Regions from separate parts of the Mus musculus genome. Here region 1 is linked to region 2. The links are chromatin contacts, called in public Hi-C maps. All regions are on one chromosome and are shown on one strand. The core of a region is the stretch at or near the end of the contact, and the rest is flanking DNA. Distances in the headings are between cores, read along the strand shown.

Evidence for each region. A called contact is a pair of places that touch in the nucleus more often than the background predicts.
Region 1: a Hi-C map of B cells shows a contact between it and region 2, with 62 read pairs. The contact joins the promoter of Ankfy1 here to the enhancer-like site in region 2. A contact is called at or near these places in 13 of 39 promoter capture datasets (the C10 cell line, the HPC-7 cell line, cranial neural crest and 7 more), 1 of 15 datasets of contacts at CTCF or cohesin (pro-B cells), 19 of 484 Hi-C or Micro-C datasets (B cells, the C2C12 cell line, Sertoli cells and 11 more), 38 of 115 datasets of contacts at active chromatin or transcription factors (the 230-238 cell line, DN3 thymocytes, the HPC-7 cell line and 23 more) and 4 of 9 other capture datasets (adipose tissue, embryonic stem cells, liver and 1 more).

Annotation. Positions count from the first base shown.
Region 1 is chr11:72,688,368-72,691,283 of GRCm38.p6, forward strand. It overlaps Ankfy1 (ankyrin repeat and FYVE domain containing 1), which reads left to right and starts at 1,635. Exons shown (of 25, transcript NM_009671.5): 1 at 1,635-1,667. The coding sequence starts at 1,658.
Region 2 is chr11:72,569,449-72,572,659 of GRCm38.p6, forward strand. It overlaps Gm51906 (a long non-coding RNA gene), which reads right to left. Exons shown (of 4, transcript XR_003949712.1): 3 at 1,369-1,766. It also overlaps the pseudogene Gm12712. Among named protein-coding and RNA genes, the nearest start is that of Spns3, 21 kb to the left of the region's middle. Within about 2 kb of position 1,328, at least 41 of the 459 cell types and tissues checked have an H3K27ac peak or open chromatin away from gene starts, as enhancers often do. A contact at or near this core is called in B cells, the HPC-7 cell line, the SCID.adh cell line and 5 more, where this site is marked.

The sequences.
Region 1 (2,916 bases), core at 385-2,884, 120 kb after region 2:
TCACCCCTTGTCTGCTCTGGCTCCTCCCTTTGCCACGCCTCCATCCATGGATACCTCTGACCCTAGCATTTGGAAAAGCAGGAGGACCAGTAATTCTAGACCAGTCTGTACTCCATGAGACTTGTCCAAAAAAGTGAAAACAAAAACAAACAAAAAACCTGGCTCAGATTAAGTTTGCTGGGCTTGCAAAGCAAGGCAAAGAGAAAACATGCTGCAAACAGATGTCAGATATGACAGCACTTTCCAACCAGTTAAGTTGTTTTAATGTTAGGAGCTTGAGTATTTTTAGGGGATAGAAGAGTCTGTTTATGCTCAAAGCTGGTTTATCTAGCCACCTGAAGATCTCAAAAACTCATTTGACACACCTATGAACCATCCTCAGCAAGGCAGTGAAGCTTTGAGCTCAGGCACTTCTATTGAAACTAACAAATATTGTTTCTTTAATCACATGTCGCTTATCCAGGGCCACTACTTTAACACTGCCCTGTTATTTCCTTCACTACTGTAGTCTGCTACAATCGGAACATCAGTTTTTAGTACATAATTATCCTTAATGTATTTAAGTGTCCTTCTCTTCCATTTTCTAAGTGTTTTTCAGCCAGGGTCGTCCCCTTTTCAAAATTTTAACCATTGCCCTTACATTTTTATAATCTGAACTCAATCCCTTCATTATTCCATTTCATTGCCCTCTAATGCTTTCTTTAACTGTGGCAGATCTTCCTAAAATCTTAACTGTTCTCTAAGTCACTACTTAACTGTTGATGCATTATTTCTATTCTCCTTTGTTGACCTGGAGGCTTCAGGTGTGCTAAGTACATATTCGTTACCCGGGCCAAGAAAAAGTATTTATGTCAAGTGTGGTGGCACTTGCCTTTAATCGCAGCACTCCAGGCAGAGGCACTAGGGTCTCTTATCAGTGTCAGGCCAGCCTGGTCTACATAGTAAGTTCCAGAACAGCCAGGATTATGTAGAGAAACCCTGTCTCAATTCCCCACTCTACCTACTCCACAGCCAAAAAAGGCATACTATCTAGGATTGTCAGCCCTCTATTTTGCTATTATAAAAATCATCTAATCATTCTCACATTCACAAAAGGTTTAAGCTCCTGGTTTACAATCTGAATTCCTTCTCCATGGCCTTGTCAACCGTTATTAGCTCCTAGTGTTATTTGGCTTTGCCACTTTGACCTCAGGGATCTCACAATTTTGCTTACATAAAATTGTATAGAGATTTGCAGTTTTTGCGACCCCTATATTTGTAACCAGTGTGTTTGCCTGTTTGATAACCCAAGTTGTCTGGTTTTAGCCATAAAAATTCCCAAAGCCCTGGAGAAATGCTATCATTTAAGTATTAGGACAGCGTCCCACGTGGTTACAAAGTAACTTAAAGATCCGCAGTCCCTGCCTCAGAATAGTCCATGTTTGCTCTACCCTGACGATCGCCTGGAGTACGAGATAGCCCAGTCCGCGCTTGTCAAACCTTCCAAAACGAAGTGGGACTCGGACCTCCCGCCTAGAGCAACTTCCCGCTCCACTTTCATTCACCCCTTGTCTGCTCTGGCTCCTCCCTTTGCCACGCCTCCATCCATTCTCGCGAGACTTGATGATTCCCTTGCGCCGGCATTTATCGCGAGGCTGTAGGCAGGGCCGGGCCCGACATGGCGGAAGGTAGGTTTTTTGTGGGGTGGCACGGGAAGACGCGAAGCAATAGGGGTACCACTGGCCGGGCACAGAAGCCCCTGGAAGGGTTGTCCGGCTGTGGTCGTACGGTGCATCACGTGTCTCGCGAGCCTTCCTATGTAGCGTTTCGGGGCTCCCCGGGCCGGGGTTCTCAGCGCCGTTCCTATGGCAACGCCCCTCCTGCAGTCTGTCTTCACTCGTCACCCCCCGCCCCCAACCCCGATCCCGGTAGTCTCAGAACGAGAAAGGGGTCGGGTCCTGGGAGCGAATGCACCCGCGGGACTCGAGAAAGCTGTAGAGGAGCTTCTTGTGCCAGCCATGCTGGAACGGGGAGGGAAGTGCCCCTCTCCTTAGGAAATCGAAACTGCTGTCATGGCAGGTCCTGCATCCGGAAGGGTGCATCTCTTGCCTGCGGAAGAGCTTGGGACTCTTCCTTGGAAGAGCCGGGACTGCAGCTGGACGACGGGCTTCTTGGGCGTGCGCTGTAATAGTCTTTAAGCTTTTTGGCAGCCCTAGCAAATGTGGGCACGCTCAGATTCTCTGAGGTTTACAAAGGGGCAAAAGGAGATGTTTCCTCAGTAAGGAAGTTGACCAAGGTCACACTGCTTGAAAGAGGTGTGCTAAAGCCAGGCTTCGGTTCCTTTACCTCCTGCTTTAGTCCTTCGTCTCTTTTTTAGTACTTTACGACATTGCAGGTAAAGGCATCCGGTTTCTCAGGTGCAGCCTCCCTTAAGGAATAATGTTAGGATCTTTGCTTGCCATAGCTTTACTGTATGAGTTGGGGTGAAAGCCCTGAGATAGTGAGTTACCTAGTAGTGATCAGACAATATTAGACCTGGCCGGTGTGCTTCTCCTGTGTACCCCATTGTTGGAGAAAAATACTTCTTGTTGGACTTTGTTGAGTGGCTGAAGATTTACTTGATCTAGACCTGGCCTATTTTGTTTTTGTCTTTTGTTTGTATTTTTTGGTAAGTGTTGATTAAACTCATCATTTCTTGATCTGAGATTTGGGTAGTGTGACAGTTTGTGTAGTCTTCTCAGATTTGAATTAGGTTTAAGAGTGACACGAAGTAGGCCTGCCAGGTGTGTTATTTGCCCTTTATAGTTAAGTGAACTGAGGCCAGATTCATGGCTGGGACTGGATTCTGTTTTCATTTTTACTTTTTCTATCTGTTAAACACCTTGGAGGTGGTGAACATTGTCCAACAGAGGAGGAGAAAGCGAAGTGACTGAAAGT
Region 2 (3,211 bases), core at 78-2,577:
ACTTTGTAGACTAGGCTGGCCTCGAACTCAGAAATCCACCTGCCTCCTGAGTGCTGGGATTAAAGGCATTTTGTTATGTTATTAGGCACTTCTGTCAGCCATTTAACCTGAGTTCTGAGACCCAACACAACTTATCATTACCATTTTCAAATCACATTTATTGAGTGTACATATATGTACGTTCAGCCATGTGTGTGGAGGTCAGAGGACAACTTGTGAGAGTTCATACCGTGTGGGTCTCAGATCATCACAATTGGCAGCAAATAAATGCCTTTATCAATTGATAGAAATAAGCTCATGGTCGCAAAGAAAGAGACCACCACTCCAGCGGACACGGCAAAACTTTACTCTTGAAACTTTACTTTGTGCTCGGAAGAGTGAGCACAAAGAGACAGGAAATGCCCTTGATTTCTATTCTAATGCAGGTTGTGAGTTGGTCTTTTCTTCACCTGCCCAGTGCACAGTCTTATTCATTTGGCTAGTTTGAAAAGAACTGGCATAGCCAGGCAGTGGTGGCCCACGCCTTTAATCCCAGCACTTGGGAGGCAGAGGCAGGCGGATTTCTGAGTTCGAGGCCAGCCTGGTCTACAGAGTGAGTTCCAGGACAGCCAGGGCTACACAGAGAAACCCTGTCGAAAAAGAAAGGAAAAGAACTGGCGTAAGTACAGGAAATGAAAGAGGTCACTGCTCCCTGGGGAAAAGGGTCACTTCTCCAGGTCATCAGGTTACTGAACCGCAACAGGGGCCCTCTGTGTTAACAAAGGTTTAACTGGCAGGGGTGGGGGATAGGAGAGAGGAGGTGGGAAAGATATATAACCCCTGCTTACAAAGTGGGAGAGATAAAATGCTTTGACTTCTTTGTTCCAAACACAAGTTCTACAGTTTTCAACAAAAATGACTCATATTTGATATTATACACTAAACTACTTCACTAGCCCCTATTTACTTTTTATTTTATTTTAGGGATGCACTCCTCTGTGTGTGTGTGTGTGTGTGTGTGTGTGTGTGTGTGTGTGTGTTCGTGTGCATGTGCACATGAAGATTCACAGGAGAGGAGGGTAGGGAGAGGGAGAGAGATTCTGTCTCAAAAACAAACAAAAAAGAAAGAAAAAGAAAAAGCAAGGCAGATGTCGTAGTACGGCCATGGTCGCTTGCTAGCAAGTCCATCCCAGCGCTAGATCCCGCTGACCATAGGAAGTGGGTGTGGCTTCCGGAAGTCTTCCGAACCTCCCAAACAAAATGGGAAGATGACAAAGGAAATGATTGCCTAGGTGCTTTGCTTGTCAGAAGCCTTTGAAGCAAATCAGAGCTATGATGAACCGTGGCCACCAGATGGCACCAAAAACTAAGTAGAAAACAGAAACCTACCGGCCTGCTGATCCGCGGTCAGTGCACTTCGACGTGCTCCAGAAATTGAAGGTACGGTGTGTGCTACATGGTGGGGGTCTAGAACGACAGCTTTCCCCAGGCGCTGAAGTAGAGGTTGGACCCAGGCTAGACTCTGTCTTTCCATCTATACATTGGGCACGAGTAGCCTCAGTACCAAAGCTCAGAACCCTCCTTTATATCAGTGTGACTTGGGACTAAGGATGCTGGAAAAAAGGAAGAGGCCTTCTTCAACCCCACTTCCGGTAGTGAGGAGTGTGTCTTTTTCCTGGGCAGGCTACTGGTGCTCACCCACATGAACCTTGTAGGACAGGGCACAGCATCCATACTGTAAAGTCTATGATGAGGAAGAAGCAATCCTCATATGATGAACCTTCCACCTAGAAGAGAGAAATGTGTTTTTCTTAAACAAACCAAAAAGCTACTATCAACTAAGATGCCAAGAGGCTGTGGGCCAAGTTGCAAACCAGCAGAGTTTATAGGCTCCAACCATGAAGGGAAAACCCTATGATCAACTACTTGGGGTCTCAGGGTTTTCTTTAGTTTGCTATGGTGGTGGTTGTTGTTGTTTTAAATGTAAAGTGTGTGTGTGTGTTCCACGTTCCACAGTGTATGAGTACAAGGCAAAGGACAACGTTCAGGAGTTGGTTCTGCAGTCCCTAAAGCAGTGTGCTACAAAAGTAATCAAAGCAGCAGCTGCTGTCCCCCCACCCTTCTGCCCTAGCTTACAGTCACCATAGATGTTCCCACAGGACCTGTCAAAATGGTGGCACCTAGACACCTCCTCAGTGTGCAGCCATCACAGGAGCTGTGCAATGTCAGCCCCTTCTCTCCAGCCTCCCCAAGCAGCTCCAGAGAATTGGTGCCTCAGCCAAAGCCACCTGAGACTGGGAAGAACTTCCCATCTGTACTGGCTGGTTTCCTGTCAACTTGACACAGCTGGAGTTATCACAGAGAAAGGAGCTTCAGGTGAGGAAATGCCTCCATGAGATACAACTGTCAGGCATTTTCTCAATTAGTGATCAAGGGGGAAAGGCCCCTTGTGGGTGGGACCATCTCTGGGCTGGCAGTCTTGGTTCAATAAGAAAGCAAGCTGAGCAAGCCAGGGGAGGCAAGCCAGTAAAGAACATCCCTCCATGGCCTCTACATCAACTCCTGCTTCCTGACCTGCTTGAGTTCCAGTCCTGACTTCCTTGGTGATGAACACCAGTATGGAAGTGTAAGCTGAATAAACCCTTCCTTCCCAACTTGTTTCTTGGTCATGTTTTGTGCAGGAATAGAAACCCTGACTAAGACACCATCCTAACTCATGGACCCATGTAGAGAAAGGGGGAAGGAAGGAGAAAAAAAAAAAAAGCTACCAATTCCTGAGCACGAAAACCCACCAATCTCTGAGCTTCCTTCCCACAAAAAACCCCACCAATCCCTGAACATGAAAATACACCAAATCCCTGAGCTCCCCAAGCTTGGTGCTTAAAATCCCCCACCAATCCTTAGTCTGGAAATCTCTGCCCCACAAAAGCTCGCTCTCTCTCTCTCTCTCTCTCTCTCTCCTGCCTCTGCCTCCTCACGACTTTGTAACAGGCACTGTGCCATCCTGCAAAGCTACAGAAGGGATTTTCTTTCTTTGTTTTTGTTTTGTTTTGTTTTTTTAATTTTGTAATTATATTTAGGTACAGAAAACTTAATGTACATTTAACCCAATTTAGTGGCGAGTTCTTTAGCCTTTGCTTTTTCCAGCTTGGCAATGCGAGCCACAGACTTAGGACCCAGGACGTTGCCTCCCCTGTGGCGACGGATCTCATCATATCTGTCATTATAATTG